2 separate regions of the Sus scrofa genome follow, and region 1 is linked to region 2. A link is a contact called in public HiChIP or PLAC-seq data. All regions are on one chromosome and are shown on one strand. The core of a region is the stretch at or near the end of the contact, and the rest is flanking DNA. Distances in the headings are between cores, read along the strand shown.

Region 1 (3,890 bases), core at 1,279-3,778, 49 kb before region 2:
GCAAAAGAAAGAAAAATGGGTCTCTGAGGAATAAGCACGGATCCATCAAGCGTTATTCTAAGCGGCTCAGGTGACTGAGACAGGTTGGCCAGTTACGAGGGAGGGCCTGGGTGCAGGCTGCCATCTATAGGGTCTAAAAGTCCTACAGCCTCTGGGGAAGGAAGTCAAGTCAGGTTTGCCAAGGCAGGTGCACAACGGCTTGGTGGAGCACAGGTGCGGGCTTTGGGACCAGGTGGATCTTGGTTTGGGTACTAACTGGAATATGGCGTCCCCTTTCTGGTTTCCACATAACAGCCCCAGGCAATAAAAGGAGGAAGACTGGGACCTCACAGGGTGGCTGGATTCATTGGAAATAATCTTCAGGGCAGTCAAAGGTCCTTGGAAAACAGAAAGGAGGCAGGGCCCAGTATCACTGTTCTGAGGGAAACAGGATGAGAAAGTCTTTTTCTTCCCTTGAGTCCTCGAGCAGTCGTCACCATTCTTCATGCTGTTTTGCTTGTCCAAAAATTAGGGCATGACCATGTGGTGAGCAAAACCTGACAATACTCACTGGACACAAAAATTCAGAATGAAGTAAGTCTCTGGAACAGAAAACTAGCTTCTGGAGTCTGCTGGAAAACACCACCCAGAGCTTCAGCGGAGAAGTCATACAGCTTTTTATATGGGGAATTTTTCTTTTCCCTTTTATGGCCACATCTGCAGCATATGGAAGTTCCTGGGTGAGGGGTAGAATCGGAAGCAGCTGAGGCCTATGCCACGGCCACGATCTGAGCCGCATTCTGTGACCTAAGCCACATCTTGAAGCAATGCCAGTTCCAATAGGGAACTCCTATATGGGGAAGGTATTTTTTTTTTTTTCAGGGTCACACCTGAAGCATATGGAGGTTCCCAGGCTAGGGGTTTAATTGGAGTTGCAGCTGCCGGCCTACACCACAGCCACAACAGCAACGCCTGATCAGAGCCCTGTCTGTGACCTACACCACAGCTCACGGCAATGCTGGATCCTTAACCCACTGAGCAAGGCCAGAGATTGAACCCAGGTGCCCATGGATGCTAGCTGGGTTCATTACTGCTGAGCCACAATGGGATCTCTGGGAATTTTTAAAACCTGCCTTTTCCCCACTTCAAAATACAGGTCCAGTTATTGCGTGACAATCACTATTATCCAAGAAAATAAAGGAAAAATAGGTCAAAATCAGGAAAAGGAAAGGACAAATCAGTCATAGCAAAAAATGTCACCTGTGAAGTGGCGTGGGGTGGTGGCATGTAGGAAGAGAAATGGATCTACCAGTCATGCTGGTGACTGTGTCCTGGGTAAGGGCTTTGTCCCAGAATTGTGTTCAGCAGCACCCCCTTTGATTCTCAGAGTTGTCCTTGTGTGGATGAGAAGCTCTTTGGTCGCCTAGTAGTCACAGGGAATCTAGAATATCACTTACACACTTACGTGATGGGAGGGGGGAAACTGCATGCTATTTGGGCCACAAAGCCCTGAATTATTACAGGCAGGTGGACACTTAGTGAAGGAACTTCTAGAACCTTGTTCTCTAAGCCAGGGTGCTCTTCCTCTTATTTTTACTAAGCCCTCTATTTTTTTTAAATTAAAAAAAATTCTTATATATAATGATTTTTATTTTTTTCCATTATAGCCGGTTTACAGTGTTCTGTCAATTTTCTACTGTACAGCAAGGTGACCCAGTTATACATACATGTATAGATTCTTTTTTCACACATTATCATGTGCCATCATAAGTGATCAGACACAATTCCCAGCGCTACACAGCAGGATCTCATTGCTTATCCATTCCAAAGGCAATAGTCTGCATCTATGAACCCCAAGCTCCCAGTCCATCCCACTCTCTCCCTTTCCCCCTTGGCAACCACAAGTCCGTTCTCCAAGTCCATGATTTTCTTTCAAGCCCTCTCATTTTTACTGAAGCCCATCTGCTGGCTGGTGAAATGCAAGTGGAGAAAATAGGAGGATACAGGGTGAGGCAGGGAGGGGAGAAAAAGCCCAAGAAGTCATGGGATCCTCAGTCCATTTTATACCATGAAATCACACGGGGAAATGGACTCAGTGACTGTGCTTGTCTGCCACAGCTCTGTTTGTCTTTCTGGAAGGCAGAAGTCCTGCTTTGGGAGTGGACAGCATTGGTCAGCAGCCTGACTCGGCCTGACTCGGCCTGACTCGGCCTGACTCAGTGGCCCCTCTGCACAGTTCCCTGTTCTGGGGTTCCCATGAAGTGTCTTCAAGATACATGCCAGTTTCTGACCGTTGTAGACAAGACCACCTCAGTGTTTGGTATTTGTGTTCCACTGGCAGTCAGGATGTGTATGTGTGTGTGTCTGGTGGGCGGTGTGGGTGAACCACCCTAATCCAGGAAAAGCACACAGGCAACCCCCCCAACTCGGGCGGCACCCAGCTGGCCCCCTGTGTTCTATTTTAAAAGCTCCAACGTAGTCTGATCTGAGGTCTGTCCATTTCATCCCTTCCTTGTTTACTGGAACATTGGGTCACTGCAGTGCAGCTGGAACACAATCTCTGGGCGATTCAGCAAGGCCAAGGCGGGCCGTACAAGGCGTCACATCATTGCACTGTTTTTCCTCCCCTCCCACTGAGTTTTCTTGGAAGTTCTGAGCCAGGCTCAGTGTGTATCTCCAGAAATGCATTCCACATTCCCAGCTGCTTACAACTCAGCAAGTCTCACTGTCCCTCCTTTTAAAATCCACGTGCCCTGAAGGGTTAGAGAGAAAGAAGCCCACACCAAGGGTTGTCCCAGGCTCCCGGTGTGTTTGCTACTGCTTGCTGCACAGAGTTCCGACAGGGTCCTCCCTTAACAAGCAAAGAGGAAAATCATCTCTGTTGCGATGCCAGTGTGACTCGGCAAAGTTGCATCTAGCGTGCGCGTCTGTCCTGGCTGAGGGGGGCTGAGAGAGGCTTTGCTGCCCTTTTCCCCCTTGAATACGAGTTTCTCGTGACTTTCCACCACCCTGAACTCACAATGATCCGTCAAGGACCTTCTCCTATTTCCCTCCCAGCACCATCCTAATTTCCTCCCTTCAGTGGCTTCTCTCCTCTTCATGATCACTTTATCCCTTCCTGGACCAGAGGAAATAATGAGAGACAGGTGAGAAACAGCCAAACACATCAAAAATCCTATTTGTCTCATTGAGGGTGAAAATGGTGCCTCTGTCTTTTACATTTGTACTTGCTGTTGAATTAGCCATTGATTCCTTAGGATGGAGCGCCAGCCTCACTTGGGATCTTGTTGAAGTGCATGGTCTCAAGCCCTAGCCCAGACCTTTTGACTCAAAGCCTCTTGGGCTGTACAGGCCAGCAGTCTGAGTTTTCACAAGCCCTCCGGGTAACTCTGATGTGTGCAAGTTTGGGAATCCTTAGGGTAGAGGGGTCTCCGTGGAGATGGGGGGAGGGGAGGCTTGCGGTTTCCCTCTGCGCTCAGATGTTAGAATCAGTGGCGGGGAACAGAGCCTGTGCCGTGCTCCTTAGGGCTGGCTCAGGCCCCTTGCCTTTCAAGCTGGGGCAGGTGTAAGAGTGAAGGTGAGGAGAAGGACTGAGAAGCCATGGTGACCCTATCGGATGCCCTCCGTGAGCTGGCTCTATGCACCACCCTTTGGATGGGAATCTAGAGCTTCCTGATCATCTCTCAGACCAAGTCATGTAATGGTTTAGAGTCCATCACTCTACTTCTCATCTGCTCTCAGGTCACTAAGCCAAACACTAGATACAGATGGAAATTGTAGAGTTTATTCCTTTTATTTTTTATTAGACTAAATTGAACAAACAACCAGAAATGTGCTCTTCATCTTGTCAATGCTTTCCTTTCTATACTCTGAAGAGCCCCCAAGATTATTAAGAGGTATTGAGATCTATG
Region 2 (3,587 bases), core at 593-3,092:
AGATGAGAAACCCAATTTCCGCCACTTTGCAAACACTGGAAGGTAACTCGATCCATTCTGAGACTAAGATTTTAGAGATTGCTTCAGACTCCTTATTAAAAGAATATTTGTTGGGCAAAAGTCACTTTCATCATTTCAGTTAGAAGTTGAGTTTTAGTAACCAGTCTCACCAGGGAACATTTTTTTTTTCAATCTTTCTGACTGTACTCTAGTGAGGAGGAATTTCAAGTCCATGAATCCTGCTAATACTATGCCTACTAATTATTATGATAGCTAACATTCACTGAGACAATGCTAGGCCAGGGCGTGTCCTAAGTGTTATGCATGTGCTAACACATGCAGTCGTCAGAAACATCTCTGAAATGGGTGCTATTATTAGTCCTTTTGGACAAACACAGAACTAAGGTTATGTATGGGTGTGGAGAATCTGACCTTCGGTGGTCTGCCAGCCCCTAAATGCAGAGCTGGGACTCAGACCCAGGCAGTCATGCTGCTTCGTCTACCAACTACCTCTAAAAGATGCAGCTCCTCATTATCCTTAAAAACCTAGGACATTGAACCAGATACCCCCTTTTAACAGGAAGATTAGAAACTTATTTTTCTCCAAGAGGAATTTATTTGCACATGTTGATGAGCTATCCTGCTCCTGGAAAGGTGTTCAAAATAACCTTGTTCAGTTTTCATGACTCCATGTGGTCATTTCTCTATTTTTATGCTTTCTTTTCATGTGTGGATGCGATCTGGATTTTGCCCTTAAAGTGAAACTATGCAGTTTTCTTCTGAAGCAAATTGCTTTAAGTAGAAAAGCTGCTTCCAGCAAAATGACGAAGCATTCCAAGTATCACCGGTGTGCATGGTGTGGTCCAAAGGGGGCCCTGAAGCTTGCCGAGCACTAACAAGCCATCTCTGGTTAGCGAGCCGACAGGTGCCTGCAAGTCCAAGCAGCAGATGACATCAGGCCGAGGCTGGGGTCCCACAGGCAAACTCACCCCAGCGGACCTCGTGATACTTTGGGAGGCCAGGCTCACTGTCTCCCATTCCTAGTCACCTTGTTACCAACTCCTGTGGAAAATTTAATGTGGCCAGAAGGAATTCTGACCTCTTTTAGACAAAAACATGCTCATGTTTTTATGATGAACTATTGCATATTTTTATTGAAAACATTTAATACTGCTCTAAAAGGGTGACTATTTTTTAGGTATTGCCCCACTGCTGATTTCTGATTGAATGCTGCCAAGAACAAGAAAGGAGGAAAAAAAAAAAAAAAAAAAAACTGGAGACGCTATCAGATTCATTAAACATTGTATTTAATTGTTCTTGTATTTAAACCCTGCCCTTATCAGTGACATTGCCACTTTTCTCATTTTTCAAAGTTGCATATTGGAAGAAAACAAGAAAAGGGAGCAATGGTGTGGCCTGGGAAACTAGGGTGTTTACTGCCTAGAGGAACCAGAAGTTCATATGGGCCTGGCTGGCTGAAGAAATGACAGCTCAGCATAGGGAAGGGGAGGGAAAAAAAAAAAAAAAAAAAAAAGGCGATAGCAGCAGCAAAGCAAGAACAAAACATTTAAAGAGATCTGGCCAGAACTGGTCTGCACAAATTCCTGTCCTGCCTTCCTCCTCCTCGCTCCCACAAGCCGCAGCAATCTTGCCTTCCCTAGGAAACTGCAACTCCTACCTCCTCCGAGGGGGCTGCGCACGCGCCCCGTGCCGGGGTGCGCGCATTTTCCCTCTCGGCACCCACGGAAGGCAGAGCACGTGTGCGGGAGGGTGGAGGGTGAGGAGTGGAGCAAGAGAAAGACAGCTCAGCTGGCTGGCCCTTGCCCCTGAAGAAAACAAGCGGAGGCAGGGAGGAAAACATACTGTTCCTGCAATCTGATCACCTCCGTGCAAGCCTCTGGGTTACACACCCCAGGACGCCGAGGCCCAGAGGCGAAACTGATTACACTGGGCAGGAAAACCTCGCGTGGTGACTGTTCCCGGGCAGATTAGAAACACATTGTTGGAGCAGGGGGGCCAGGGGGCCCGGAGCGTGCAGGGCAGTAGGGCTGGAGGCTGGGTGTGGGCTGGGGCCAGAGAGCTCGCGGGGAGGGGGTCCAAACGCCTGCGGAGAGCTCTGTGAGCTGATTCCTGCTCCCCGGGTGGCCCCTGGCAGCTGCCCAGGCCTCACAGTGAGAAATCTGGAACAACGAAGGCGCTAGGACAAAAGGGTCTCTGGCCAGAGAGGGGCTGCAGGGTTTATGGGGCCAGGAGCACCCCGGTGTGAGACTGGGGATCAGACTGTCCAACAGGGCTTGTGTAAGAGAACCAACGTTCATTGGGCGTTTACTGGGAGCAGGGCACTGTGCTAGGCTCCTTTTATATATTTCATCGAGTTTGGGATCACAGTATGGAATTCTCGCTGAATTGAAAAGTGGGAAGTAAAGAGCTGTTTTTTGCCAGGTGACCCAAACCCTACGGTTGCCCAGTGCAATTTGTTTGAAATAGCAACTAGAGGCCCACTGGGAATCTTGTCAGTAGGAAACCAGTAGAGCCCGCCCCCCTTTAGCTTCCAGCTCAGGCAAGGACATTCAGGAGTGTTGAGGACCGAAGGGTGTCTTCACATCTTCCTCTCTGGGCCCTCATCCATGGAACTGCTGGACCCGCCGCCTCTCAAAGCCCCGCTTCCCTTGGGGGGAATCCTGGTAATCGCTGAGCCACCGCTGAAGTTCTCTACTCTAGCGCCACCTGGTGGCTCTTGGCGGCTAGTCCATGGCCGACTTGGCTGGGAATTGCTGTTTTATAGCCGCTAAATGAATGTCACCACCTCGGTTTTGTGAGGTCCACCTGTTCTTTCACTGCGCCGTTTATCTCCATGTTATTGTCACTCCAGGTTTTCATAGTCTTTGCCAGTTCTCTGCTGCTTCATCTCACTAAGTCACTTCTAGTGTTATTTTCGTAGAGTTCCAAATCAGGGAGTTCTTGATCCTTATAATTTTGCTAGTGGACAAACTTTTTCATTTGAATATTTTTCATTTGTCTAGGACATGCTTTGCTCCCTCTTCCTCCAAGTCTTTGGGACATGGACATATTTCTGGGTGTTTGTTTTTACTCCGTGTGAGTGGTACAAGGTTGTATCTCATCCAAATTTGTCCCTCCCAACAATACTAAATTAACATCTAAGTCTGGGCACTGAGACTGGGGACAGCAGCTCTGTCCAGTCCCAGGGTGAGTTCCCTGCCAACCTAGAAGCCCTCTCTGAGAATACAGGTGAGAGACTTTGCTCAGATTTTGACCAAAAGGCTTGGTCTGATGTCTGATTCGATCCATGAAGCCTGACCAATCACAGTGGAAAAATCAGCCTTATAGTCAATGAACCTGGAGGCCAGGGGAGTTTGTTCAGACTGGCAGTCACAGATGCACTGTGCTGGGTGCATGTCCACTGCAAACCAGGACAGGCAAGGTCAGAACCAAAAAGGCAGGGTCAGGCCAAGGATAGAGAGTTCTGGAAGGAAAAGAGGTTGGGTCTGAGGAGGCCTGATGAGATCTGGGAGGAGATTGTGAAGAAGCCAAGGCAAGGATGCTGGCGCTCATGTCAGGAGTCTGCT

The links. HiChIP or PLAC-seq counts read pairs in DNA pulled down with a chosen protein or histone mark.
Region 1: a contact with region 2 is called in an H3K27ac HiChIP or PLAC-seq map of skeletal muscle. The contact joins two enhancer-like sites. A contact is called at or near these places in 12 of 47 Hi-C or Micro-C datasets (alveolar macrophages, epiblast stem cells, heart right ventricle and 6 more) and 2 of 2 datasets of contacts at active chromatin or transcription factors (alveolar macrophages and skeletal muscle).

Annotation. Positions count from the first base shown.
Region 1 is chr9:123,629,234-123,633,123 of Sscrofa11.1, reverse strand. All of the region lies in intron 3 of ZNF648 (a long non-coding RNA gene), which reads left to right. Among named protein-coding and RNA genes, the nearest start is that of ZNF648, 76 kb to the left of the region's middle. Within about 2 kb of position 2,528, at least 26 of the 83 cell types and tissues checked have an H3K27ac peak or open chromatin away from gene starts, as enhancers often do. A contact at or near this core is called in alveolar macrophages, liver, mesenteric adipose tissue and 3 more, where this site is marked.
Region 2 is chr9:123,579,491-123,583,077 of Sscrofa11.1, reverse strand. The region is part of intron 9 of ZNF648 (a long non-coding RNA gene); the gene reads left to right. Among named protein-coding and RNA genes, the nearest start is that of ZNF648, 130 kb to the left of the region's middle. Within about 2 kb of position 1,842, at least 44 of the 83 cell types and tissues checked have an H3K27ac peak or open chromatin away from gene starts, as enhancers often do. A contact at or near this core is called in alveolar macrophages, liver, mesenteric adipose tissue and 3 more, where this site is marked.